Regions from separate parts of the Mus musculus genome. Here region 2 is linked to region 1. Evidence: chromatin contacts called from public HiChIP or PLAC-seq data. All regions are on one chromosome and are shown on one strand. The core of a region is the stretch at or near the end of the contact, and the rest is flanking DNA. Distances in the headings are between cores, read along the strand shown.

Region 1 (6,598 bases), core at 2,166-4,665:
AGCAGGTGCTTGGTGTCTACCCCTCTGCAGGCAAGCACAGGTGGAGAGAGGCCTTGCTGTGTCTCCTGCTCTGGTCGGACTCATCATAGTGTTTAACATACAGTAAATGTACTGGGCACAGTTGGCTGCTGAGTTGATGAAGGTGGTTGGGAGAGTGGATAATGGCGTCTGAGAGGTCACATATACAGGATGGACTGCTGACTGCCCAGCCCTCCCATTTTCCTCATTTCAGAAACGACTCCCAGTAGTTCAGACAAAAAGTATCTCAAGGATATCTCTGCACACAGGTTCCCTTGATCTGCCAGTTTAGTCTACCAGCCAGTCCTGCAGACCCACCTTGAAGATGAATTATAACCCTTTGCACCACAATCTCTGAGGCACCAGAGACCTGCAATGAGCTGTTTCCATTTTTGCTACACTATTGCCTCCTAGTGGTTATTCTCTAAACAGCCAGATCTCCTTTCCCCACAGCAGTGACCTGGGTTTCTAAGCTCTGGATAACTTCCCTTTGTGATAAGAACAAAATCATGGAGCTGCCATGTAACTCAGTTGGTAAAGTACTTGCCTGGCAAGCAAGAAGCCCCAGCTTCTATCTCCATTACAATAGAAACTAGGTATGGTGGCTCCCATAGCACAGGAGAGACAGGTGGGTCAGCAATTCAAGGCCGTCCTCAGTTACATATCACATTTGAGGCCATCTTGGGATATATGAGATTCAATTCTCTACCCCAAACCCCACTTCCCTGCAAATATCATGATGTCTGATGTCTCCCTAGTCTGGCTCTGTTTCTCAGCACTCCATCTCCCACTGTCTCACTTTCCCTATTAGTTCAATTGAGACAGAGTTCGATTGAGACAGATAGAGATTGCAGCCCTGACTGACTTCAAACTCACTATTTAGCACAGGCTTGTACTGTGGATGCCTCTGCCCTACTTCCTGAGTGCTGGGGTTACAGCTCACACCACCATACCCAGATCCACTATCTCTTTTAGATTTTAGCCCATCTCTTCATCCTTGTCTAGTTGCCATGTCTGGGTTGGGAATGTCGCACAAGCCACCTGACTACCCTCACTGGAGTTCCCTCCACATTGTCCCCACAGGATTTCTCTCCATCTTCTCAGGCTTCCCACCCCGCCAGTGATCACATCTAAACTTCTTATGTCTCACTTGCAGATGCCCGTTTCCTGTCTCTCCTCAGAAGGTAGTTAAGCTCCAGGTATAAGCCCTAAAACACTTGAAGGAACAGTATATGTGCTAATGTCCAAAATATAAAAATTATTCTTAGAGCACAACAGCAAAATACCAAATGAATCAACCCCAAAATCAGCAAAAGACTTGAAAAAAAAAAAAAAACCATTTCTCTAAAGAAAAATACATGAATGGCCAATCCGTACAGGACAGGATGGTCGGTATTCTTAGCCTTTGGAGTGTGTGTGTATGTGTGTGTGAAATCTAACTCACTTCACCCCACTGGGAGGGCCATTATAAAAACAATGGAAACTAACAAGTGCTGGAGAAGATGAAGAGAATTGGAACCCTTTGTGTTGTTAATAGAAATGTAAATGGTGCAGGCACTATGGAAAAGTTTACCAGAGCATTAGGAAGTTAAAAACTGGGCTGAGATTGGTGGCTGAGATTGCTGGAAATCCCAGCACCTGAGGAGTCAACGTGGGGATCATCAAGGCAAGCCTGGGCTACATAGTGAGATCCAGTCTCAAACACATCCAAATAAATAATACAATTACCATACGAATTAACTGTTCTACTCATACTTCCTCCAAAAACCTGAAAGAGGGGGTGCAAGCATGCACGGTACCCCAGCAGTCAGAGCAGCCAGAGCGGGAAACAACATGAGTGTCTTCTAACACAGGCATGAAATGGGTGAACAAAATGTGGTCTATCTGCACAAAGAAATATTATTTATCCTTAAACAGGAACAGAATTCTGATACATGCCACGAACTGGTCACCACATTAAGATGAAATAAGCCAGCCACAGAAGCACTGATGGTACACGACTCCATGTGCATGAGGTGCCCAGACTAGGCACTTAAAGAGATGGGAAATCGATCTTAAGTTACGATGGGCTGCAAGAAAGGCAGCAGAGCAGTTGTTGTTTGGTGGATGCAGAGCTATTTGGGATGCTAAAAAAGATCTACAGTGGGTAATGATTACTGTATCATGCCGTGGGTATATCAAATAGCATTTCATTATATACATAAAAGTTATTAAAATGACAAATTAATGTTATTTTACTACAATTAAAAAATAAAACTGAGAAGGATGTATAACATCTTGGAGAAAGTGGAAGGAAATGTGGATGAATGCCACAGATGAGACAAGGGCAAAAAATTATATTCTATCAGTCTTGTTAATAGTCATTCATCAATCGATCTATCATGTATCTATGTATCTATTGTCTATCCTATCTATCTACATACCTTATCTGATTATATCATATGTCTACTTATTTATAATCAATCAATCTATCTATCTCTATTTGTCTATGTATCCATCTATATATCTATGTCTGAATGTATGTATGTATGCATCTATCAATCTAATCTAATCTAATCTGATCTGATCTTCTAGTTTGTGTCAGAAAGAAAAGCTGAATTTCAATGTGTGCTATGATCAGAGATGAAGGTGATGTTTCCCACCACATTTTATTATAACAGTAGGAGTCCTCTGATGAGCTCAGAGTCTTGGACCATGATCTGTTCATCTTTGGAGAGACAGTTCTAGACTTCCTGAAACAGCTAAGCCCAAGCCTTTCCTACCTCCTTTCCTTTTTCCTTTCCTTTCCTTTTTCCTTTCCTTTCCTTTTTTTCGAGAGAGGGTTTCTCTGTATAACCCTGGTTGTCCTGGAATTCACTTTGTAGACCAGGCTGGCCTCGAACTCAGATATCTGCCTGCCTCTGCCTCCCGAATGCTGGGATTAAAGGCGTGCGCCACCACACCTGGCCTTTCCTACCTTTCTTTTTGACATTTCCAACCCCAAAGTTTGGGCAAACACAGATGGAAACAAAGTATCTGATCCTATGCTACATAAAAGCCAACTGATTTCAAAATGAAGATGTGTTGAGCAATGTGCTATTATTTATAGGCAAGAAGACCAAAGAACAACTGATTAATATGGGCACTGAAATAAATACTTCTTTTAGCACATACATAAAATAACACCATTTCAGCTGGTTCGTCTACCAAGTGTGGGAGTTGCTCAGTTGGGCAGACAGCTCTCCCCAGTGATGAAATGTTTTGTTTTGAAATGGAAAATGGCTCTTTCCAGAGGTTTCTGAAATCTAGCTCTGAAGATGAGTTTGTTCTTGCCCACTCCCTCTGCAGCTGGGCCATGCATTTGGAAGCCTCCATGTGCAGAGCTGCCGTTATCTGCCACTAGCGTAAGCTGTGGTGTTTGGTTAAGGACATTGGCCTGCTGGTTCCTTCTTGAGAAAACCAACCCCTGACTGCTGAGTATAAAAGAGCCTTTATCAAAGAAGAACTTTCTGGCAAGGCTCTTTGCAGGGACCAGTATATGCTAATTCTACGACATTAATAGTGAAGACTGGCTTATAGGATGTGTAAAATTCTGAGGTTGCCATGGCATTCCTGTAAAATGTTCGCTGCTGCCAAAAGCCAAAACAAATCAAACCGAAATCCCCATACTAGTCCTTCATCTGCAGGCCATTTCTGTTCTCGTGAGGGCTCTCTGTTGTCGTGTTGTGTGGGAGGAAAAGGCTAATTTCATCATAACAGCTCTCCAGGTCTAACACTGAGAGAAGTCAGGGCAGGAACTCAAGGCAGGAACCTGGAGGCAGGATGTGAAGCAGGGGCCATGGAGGAATACTGCTTCCTGGCTTCCTATCATGCTGCCAAAACCAGTACCTTGGGGGAGACTTTACCATAACCAAGCTTGGCTACCTGCTTGAGATGCAGCTCTGGCCCCCTCTGGACCACAGCTCCTGTGTGCTGGCCCTCAGGAAATGCTCCCCAGAAACTCTTTTGGTGGTGTTGGACTCTGTTTGCTCATAGTTGATTTTTCAGCCTCAGCTAACCACAATCCATTATTTCAGTAAAGCCACGGTTCATGTCAATGTTTCTGGTCTATTGTTATCACAGCTGATCATTCAGTCCCAGCTGACAAGAAACCACAGAGTCTTAATTCAAAATATCAACCAGGGGCTGGAGAGATGGTTAAGTGGTTAAGAGCACTGACTGCTCATCCAGAGGCCTTGAGTTTAATTCCCAGCAACCACATTGTGGCATCTCTAATGGAATCTGATGCCCTCTTCTGGTGTGTCTGAAGATAGCGACAGTGGACTTAACACAAAACACATAAATAGATCATCTTCGAGGGACTCTCAGTCTTCCCTCACTCCATAAGCTGGGCCTCTGCCATCTGCTTCCCTCTAACATTGCTTTCTTCCAAGCTCCCATAACAGTATAGTAGACTTTAAGGACTTCAAGTCCATAACTCCCAAACAAATATGGTCACGTCCATCACCACAATATCACACTCTCTGGTACCAAATTCTGTCCTATTTTGGTTTCTGTTGCTGTGCAGAGATCTGCCTGCCTCTGTCTCCTGAGTGCTGGGGTTAAAGGCCTGCATATGGCCACCACCACCACTGGGCTTTTTTTTTTTTTTTAAACTGGTTTACAAACTGTGGATATATGATAGTTTATCATCAAGAGAAGTTAAGGCAGGAAATGAAACACAGACTAGTGAAGTGTTGCTTACTCGGTTGTCCTCCATGGTTTCCTTAATTTACTTCCTTATGCAATGAGGACCACCTGCCCAGGGTAGTGCCACTCATAGTGGGATGGCCCCTCCCACATCACTAATCCCCAAAGGCCTTAAGAACCCAAGTACAGGCTGCTCTGACGGAGGCCACTCCCCAGCTGGTGATTCCAGTTTGTGTCTAGTTACAAAAACTAACTAGCACAATTAGTTCTTGGAAGTAAATTCATATTCTTTAATTTTAAGAAATTGCGATATTACTTATTGTCTGTATATGTGTGCACCATGGTCCAAGGGGTGTGGTCAGAGGACAACTTGTGAGAGTTGGTTTTCTCTACCATGTGGGTTCCAGGACTTGGACTGGTTTAGCAGCAAGAGCGTTTACATGCTGAATCACCTTATTGACCTAAAAAATTCATATTCTTAAACACAGACCTGGGATAAACTTCAGAAATGACAGTATCCCTGAGAAAATGTTATGAGACCAGAAGCCACATTGAGATCATGGTGGCTACTAGGTCTGTGGAGTTTGTAGCCAGGCTTTCATGGCCGTCGTTTATTTCTCAGTCTTAGGAAACACCTACAGTTACTGCCACCAAGTCACTTGCTCACTTGGACAGAAGTTTTAGGAGAAGCTGTAGGCATGAGCTCACTCAACATGTCTACTAGCCTGTGCCTGGCGGGGCAGAGGACAGAGGGGCAAAGCAGCTTCCCACCTTCCTCAGGAGGCTTGAATGGAGTCACTACAATGGCTTTTGTGGCCTTCCATTTTGGCTCAACATGTTAGAACTATGGATTTGTGGGTTGGCTCAGCTCCTATGCTACATCTCAAAATACTTGTGTTTCTCATTTACACTGCTAGATAAAACTGGATCTACTGGGTTTGAATCTAAGTTAGGGAAACTAGTGGCCCATGGGTCATATTTCACCAGTATACTGAGAAGCCATGGAACTAGGTTCAAGGAGCACCCAGTTGATGATTTTCTTAGAAGTTGGAAAGTGTAATCACACAGGAACCTAAGTTTATAGTTAATGATAACATGAAGGCTGCTCGCCCATCCCATGGGTCATTGCTTTCCACTTTACCCCTGTTACCTCAGAGTACTTGGTTCATTGCTATTCCCACATGCTTCTGTGGATATGTGAAGCCATGAGCTCAATCTGTACAAATGTCTTCTGTGAATGGTGAGGTTATCAACAGTCTGTACAGTGATGGTGTGGGGAAGGGGTCTGGCTTGATCCCTTGCTTTCCTGGAGTTGGCTGAGGAAAGGGTCCCACTGTTTGTGGTAAGCAAGGTCCTGATTGAGTGGATATTCTAGCTGTCTGCTGTCTCAGTGCCGTGTGTGTGTGTGTGTGTGTGTGTGTGTGTGTGTGTGTGTGTATACTGTGAATGCTTAACATTGGACAAAAGAGCCCCATGGTGATCCCTGCTTTCCTGCATCTTCCATATTGACTAGGAGGAATAGGGAGAGCACTGGGTGTGGTAGTCATGGTGTGGTCCACTAACTGGGTGCTCAAGGATCTGAGGTCCCTACTTTATAGTAAATAGCAGTATCAGGGTCTTGGCCATTATGATCTGGTGTACTAGCTTCAGAGAGGACCAAACAGATCACATCTTCATGAGGTTCTTGGGAAAGGGAGTTTTGTATCTGTAATGATTCTACTTTATAAGTGGGGGTAAATTAGTTCACATTCTTTAGCAAAATTTAAATATATGAAATAAGGCACAGAAGGACACAGATGTGTATGAAATACACAGTGTCGTCCCAAATGATTCAAATGCAAACTTTCAATAGTTTCAATCTTAAAGCTATGCTGCATTCTGTAGAACAGCAGGAGTTTCTGATGTTTTATAG
Region 2 (6,598 bases), core at 2,747-5,246, 89 kb before region 1:
AAGCAAGGTCACACAATTCCGGAAAGAAACAACCTACATGTGCAGAATCTAATGTGCATGTGAAACAAGTGTGTGTGGTACAGTATAACATGAAGAAGAAGAAGAAGTAAGAAAAGCTCTAAGTGGACAAGGAGGGACTCTGTGCAAGTGGTGGGTGTGAGCTGTAGAGGAGGATATGAAGTTAAGTTCTAATTCTCTTGTAGACTAGGTTTTTGTTTTGAGTTGAGGATAAAATACTGAAAGTGAAATTTAAACCATAGCTCCACAGCTTCTGTTCCTAATACCTATTCTATTATATAAAACTTGTAGTTGTATGGACTTTGGCTCTGGTTACTTTGTGTGTGATGTTCTTATTTATTTGCAAGGTTTTTTTTTTTTTCATAATGAAGTTTATAAAGTTAGGGGAAAAATGTCCATTTTGCACATAAGAAATTCAGAGCAGCCACATTTCATGGACTTAAAGGCCACATCTGCTAAGTGACTATTATATACCAGTCAGTGCATTCACAGTTCTGGGCAATTTTAGATTTCTGGGCATTAGGAGGAGAGGTTACTGTAATTCAGAAGAAAGTTCAGGTCACAACAAATAATTTAGTAAGTTACAGTGAGTGTCTTCTCTTTCTTGAATCTTTTGAATTTAATCTGAATTAAACTGTAACCGTATGCAAAATCCTGGCTTAGGTTTCTTCATGAGGAAAATAAAGAAATATCATATATTCAGTCCCCTCCTCTGTCAGCAGATTGTAAGGCCCCTGAAGCCAGTCTTGTTCACCAGGATCTACCTAACACTTGGCAAACAGTCAAGGACAGCAGTGGTGGGCAGAGCTGAGCAGCTCTGCTGGGAGAACACACAGGCTACTCAAGTGCTATGTGGGAAATAACTGCTGTTGCATATGGGGTTGTGACACAGAAAAAGGATCTGCTTCCCTTGGGAGAAAAATGTGTCTGAAGTGATGGATCTCTGACTGATTGGCCTGAGGCAATCAGGCAAATAGATTGGGGAACACTAGGTAAAGACTTGGCACAGGGGGCGGGGGAGGTCAGTTCCATGTTTAAAGACCCTAAGTAGACCCACAGCAGAGCATGCCTCTAATCTCAGCATGTGGACGGCAGAGCCAGGCAGATTACAGGACAGCCAGGTAGACAGAGAAACCCGGTCTCAAAACCCACAAAAACTGGAGAGATGGCTCAGTGGTTAAGAGCACTGACTGCTCTTCCAGAGGACCTGAGTTCAAGTCCCATCTTAAAACCATCTGTAATAGGATCTGATTCTCTCTTCTGGTGTGTCTGAACACAGTGACAGTGTACTCACATTAAATAGATAAATAAGTAAATAAATAAATACCAAAAAACAAAGAGCCCAAGTCTAGGGGTATGAGCGGAGGAATTGATGGAAGAAGGATGGTACTAAAGTGGTTCCTGAAATAAGCCTACCCTGGTATGCCATGCATTCTGTAGGAAGCCGACTGGAGACCAAAACTAGCATGCAGGCAATGCATACGGAGTTAAGGCATCTAAGAAAAGACAACTGGCAGGGCAAAGCTGGGCTGTCTTGAATCTCTGTGAAGGCCTCTACTAACTCCATGAGAATCTCTGAGACTCCATGCTTCTTCCAGTTGTACAAGTTGAGGTGAGAGGAGCAGATCTTCATTTCATGTAAGCAATCTAGAAGTGAGATTTGCTTTTGGGGAAGGACTTGTGTGAGAAGATGCAATTCCTTAAAATGTTCATTCGCTCATTAAAAAGACTGAAGAATCATCTGCTGAAAGGAGAAGGAGGAAATATTGCTGTGGGAGACATTGTCAGTGATCTCAGTGCTTAGTGTAGTCACTGGTAAGTTGCCCTGCTTAAATAAACAACTCCACCCATGCTCTTGAAAGCAATCCTAATTAAATGCACTGGGCCATATGTCAAAGACAAGAAAGAAAACAAAAGCAAGGAAGACTTGGGAAGAAGAAGGGACTTGACAAGAGGGGATAATGTGAAAAGCTATGTTTAAAGAACTTGTGAACAAAATTGTGAAAGTGAAAAAATTTAGTTCTTTAAGAGAACAAGGAAGAGCTATGATGAAGGAAATACTGTGAGCTGCCAAGAGCGTGAAGGGCTTGTTTTCAGTTGGTAAGCATGAGTCCAGGTCTCTACTAGGTCCCTAGCAATGGCCCTGTGGTAATATAGTTTCCCTTTCCGTACAACCACAGGCAGAAGTCCAGTCTGAGTGAACAGTGACACAGGCCTGCCCTGACTTTGGTATGATCCTTCAGGGCAAGGATGGCCTGGAGTAGCCAACGAAGAAGCAGGCAGAATGCCCAGTACAAAAGATGGAGAAGCAAAGGGTACGGAATATTACCAAGAGGCATGGTTCACAGATGAGGCAGGGTAGCTCTCGTGTGCTGCAGCAGGCGCAGATTCATCCCTGGGCATGCTCTCTCAAAGTCTCTCATCTGATTCCTTTTGGGTGTAGTTCTAGGGGTAGTATAGCTGGGTCATAAGATAGTTCAACTTTTAGTTTTCTTTTTCTCTTAAAGATTCTTAATCTGTTTCTGTAGTAGGAATACTAACTCATACCCCTTTCAACAATGTGTAAAGATTCCTTCTCCCAACATTTCTCTCAGCGTTTATAATACAATATTGTTGTTTTCTAATGGGGATAGGATGACACTGTAATATAATTTGAAATTGCATTTCCTTGATGACTAAACATGTCAAATGTTTTCCCTACACTATTCACGTATATTTCTTTTTTTGAGAAGTGTCTGCTTAGTCTTTTAGGTCATCTATTGATTGAATTACTATTTCTTTGAGTATTAAATTATTTAGGATTTTTAAAATAATCTGGGTATTAATCCTTTATTGGAAGACTAGCTGCTAGAATTTTCTCCCATTTTTTTTTAGGCTATCTTGTCACTTTGTTAATTATTATCTTTGTTGAACAGAAATGTTAATTTATTTACCTTCATGTAGATTGAACCCAAGATTCTGGGCATTTAAAGAAAGTGTCCTATTACTGACTATACATTTCAGAAACTTTTAAATTTGATAGCATCTAGTGTGTCAGTTTGGGTTAAGTATCTCAAGAGGTAAAATCTAAGGTTTACCATAGCATCAAAAAGTAATAAATCAAGCAGGTGGTTTTTTTTTTTTTTTTGTCTACTTTCACAAATTAATTAATTTTGAATTTAATTTAAATGTATCTACTATAAATACTGTCTATATACATATATTCAACTATTTCATCTATGAGAATTTAAAATATATTATTTGCCTCCCCCACCCCCTTTCTTTTGAGCAGTGTCTCATAGAGTCTAGGCTGGTCTTGAACTTGCTATATGTGTGAGGATGACTTTGAACTCCCCGTCCATCTTTCTCTACCTTCTAAGTATTGAGATTGTTGGCCTGTGCCAACAAAGCCAGTTCATGATGTGATGGAGATCAAATCCAGGACTCTGCGCACGCTCTCCCAGCCCTGCTTTGTTAACTTGAGAAGAAGAGTAAAGCACAGAGACACCATGGGGATAATAAACAAAAGGTATATCCCACTCTGTGCCTTGTTCCTCTGTTACCCTAAGGCTGTATGTGGCTGTTTTCCTGCCATGTCACCCCAGATCTGTTTGGGTTAATATCTCCTACTCCCCTTATAGTGTCTCTTCCATTCCTTCTGTGGATATTACAGAAAAGCAGCTAACTCTGGGCTGTGGATGAGGAAATTATAATTGCAGAAGCATTTAGTGAACTGTGGAATAGTGACTGAGGGACAACTTTCATTGGCCAATGCCAAAGGTTTTCTTCTCTTATTTACTGTAAACAAACCAACCAACCAACCTGCAGTTGTTTGCTTTTGTAGATCAGTCACCAGAGGGAAGTGTGTGTCTGGTGAGAAAGCAGAGGAAATAGCTTATAGAAGCCTTTGTGGTTCTCTTAGGCTCAGAAGACGGTGTCCCAGCAGGAAGACGTGGAAAGTCTGTGCAGCCCGAGCTAGATTTCCCCAAAGAGACCGTAAAAGCAGCTCACAGAGCCCTGAGCCTCTGATGAGTTCAGGCCACCAGAGAGGCCAGCCCTGGGCAGTGTGTATGTCCAGTGAAGCGTGAAACAGTGTCTCCAAGCTTTTGTTCAATAAGCTGAGCAGCTTGGGCAGGAAACCCACTGGACATGGTTCTGAATTACGGACTACGAACTCATGAATGGCCCGTCTGCTTCCAGGGCAGAGCCGTTGGATCTCTTGAATCCTCTAACCTCATTTCTAGATGCTTCAGTGCTCGGGGGTGGGGGTGGGGGTGGGAATCAGATCTTATTATGTATTATTTTCAGAAGAGATAATCAAGGGGAAGCTCGAGATAAAGCATCGCTTTACTGACTTCCCATTTGGGCCATTCATGGCTAGTGAAGCATTGGTAAAAATGCATAGAACCTGCTATTCTAAAAACAAAATCCATTAAAAGTGATATCATAAAGGTAGAGATTGTGTGCTGAAAACTAACAATAACGTATTGGAAAAGACTTGGTCTCTCCAAGGGGCAGGGCACACTGCTGGGTGGGTTTTAGACAGCACTCACCACCTGGCCTCTGGTGCTAGAGGATATTGACTGTGCTCAGTGAAGTTCCATGCTTTCCAAATGTAACTGCCGTGACTTACACGTGAGCCACAGTAACCCTGAGTCCGTTTGATGAGTAAGCAAACAGAAGTTTGGAAGTTATTTCACCCGCTCAAGGTCATACTCATAGAGGTGAATTTATTACTAAGTGATGCGTAAATGTCAAGGCTGCTCACACTGGCCCCCGCTGAGTTCTGAGAGCCTCGGGGTACACATAGGGAATTAGATGGAAATTACTGAGAGGGTCTAGCTAAGCGTTTCTGGTAAGTTGCCTAAAGAAATTTCAGAAAAGGAAATTGAAATCTTAGTGTCTCCAGACGTGTGTTTTGATTTGTTTTTTTTGCCATTGAAAAGCAATAATCAATCCCATTTCTACTTTTGTATAGTGTTGGAATCCCAAAGAACCTTCCATATATGTAGTAAGCTACAGAGGTAGGGTTGATTCAGAGACCTAACTTTACAATTTTGTAAAAGACAAAAATATAAATAGGACATTGGGTTGAAAGTATGAAGGAGGAGTGTGAGAATTACAACCACAACCCCATTAAACTCTGTTTCAAATCAGAGATGAAGGAGACACAGTTTCAAGCTGCGAGCAGTGTGTTAGAACCTGTGCATTCGTGATTGTTCTGCCTTTCCTCTAGTGAGATGCTAAATTACTTAAACAGTATAGACAAATTGAAAACACAAATTACTTACATTTAAAACTTTTACCATCATAACAAATCATACTGGTAGTTTTTAAAACTTTCATTGAATATAAAGCAAATTTTAAAACTTTATATGCCCCAGTACAGGGGAACGCCAGGGCCAAGAAGTGGGAGTGAGTGGGTAGGGAGAAGGGCGGGGGGAGGGTATAGGGGACTTTTAGGATAGCATTTGAAATGTAAATGAAGAAAATATCTAATAAAAAGTTAAAAAATGAATTTGAATATAAGGCCAATTTTAATAAACTGTTAACTTCAAATGTTGATATTTTAGATTTATATTATCTTGGTCAAAACACTAAGATAGACTTTTATTTCCAAATATCAGTGGTTTCAATTATCTTCAATACATCTCTGACAGCTATCTCTCTGTCTGTCTGTCCATACACACACACACACACACTGATCTGTCTGTATATCTATCTATCTATCTATCTATCTATCTATCTATCTATCTATCTATCTATCCATCCATCCATCCATCCATCCATCCATCCATCCATCTATCTATCTATCTATCTATCTATCTATCTATCTATCTATCTATCTATCTAATCTATCTACCTATACTTTCCTACCTACCTACCTAGCTTTTCTTTTAGAAAATAGAGCTATTGTCATCTATCCTTCTTTCGTGTTAAGCTCCCTTTTCATGACAGAGATGGTGAAACTGAAAGAGGGGTAGAAAAGAGCGAGGAAGCTTATTCTTGATCAGGTACCAGCCTAAGTTGGCCAGCTTAACTCCTGCGATGCTAGGCTCTCCTTTTATAAAAAGAAAACAGAAGAATTTTGGAGTGAGGATGAGCTGAAATAATAGTCTACAAAAAATGGAATTGTACACAAAGGTGAAGCATTCTTATTGGCCAACTGAATTCATTCATTAAGAAAACAAGTTATTGTAAGTAGATGTCCAACTCAAATTCTTTGTACAGATGGTCTAATTAACACTTATAAGGATGATTAAGAGAACAGAAAAACACATATTTTGTCTACAACTGTTGTTCAAGCACATATACTGTGCCTTGAATGTAGCAGGTGTTCAGTGGATATTTGTAGAATAATGTATACATGATTTATGCAAGATCTATCAAGATTTGGCTCTACTAATACTGGCTTCTGAGTAGGAACTGCATTTTAGCCAGAGAGAACAAGAATGGACAAAACTAGAGAATGAAAAATTAAGGGCACACTTGGAATCACAAGTGGTCCACTTTGTCTTGAAGAAGCAATACTGTGGTCATGTCTATGGAAGCCAGATCCTAGAGGGTCTTTAAAATCGTGCTGAGAAATTGCACTTTTGTC

What was found. HiChIP or PLAC-seq counts read pairs in DNA pulled down with a chosen protein or histone mark.
Region 2: an H3K27ac HiChIP or PLAC-seq map of stem cell-derived neural progenitor cells shows a contact between it and region 1. The contact joins two enhancer-like sites. A contact is called at or near these places in 3 of 39 promoter capture datasets (3T3-L1-derived adipocytes, the C10 cell line and embryonic stem cells), 5 of 484 Hi-C or Micro-C datasets (the HPC-7 cell line, centroblasts and embryonic stem cells) and 4 of 115 datasets of contacts at active chromatin or transcription factors (cardiomyocytes, differentiating embryonic stem cells, embryonic stem cells and 1 more).

Annotation. Positions count from the first base shown.
Region 1 is chr1:9,567,243-9,573,840 of GRCm38.p6, reverse strand. All of the region lies in intron 13 of Adhfe1 (alcohol dehydrogenase, iron containing, 1), which reads right to left. The region is part of intron 3 of 2610203C22Rik (RIKEN cDNA 2610203C22 gene); the gene reads left to right. Among named protein-coding and RNA genes, the nearest start is that of Adhfe1, 23 kb to the right of the region's middle. Within about 2 kb of position 3,415, at least 8 of the 459 cell types and tissues checked have an H3K27ac peak or open chromatin away from gene starts, as enhancers often do. A contact at or near this core is called in stem cell-derived neural progenitor cells, where this site is marked.
Region 2 is chr1:9,656,604-9,663,201 of GRCm38.p6, reverse strand. No RefSeq gene overlaps it. Among named protein-coding and RNA genes, the nearest start is that of 2610203C22Rik, 29 kb to the right of the region's middle. Within about 2 kb of position 3,996, at least 30 of the 459 cell types and tissues checked have an H3K27ac peak or open chromatin away from gene starts, as enhancers often do. A contact at or near this core is called in stem cell-derived neural progenitor cells, where this site is marked.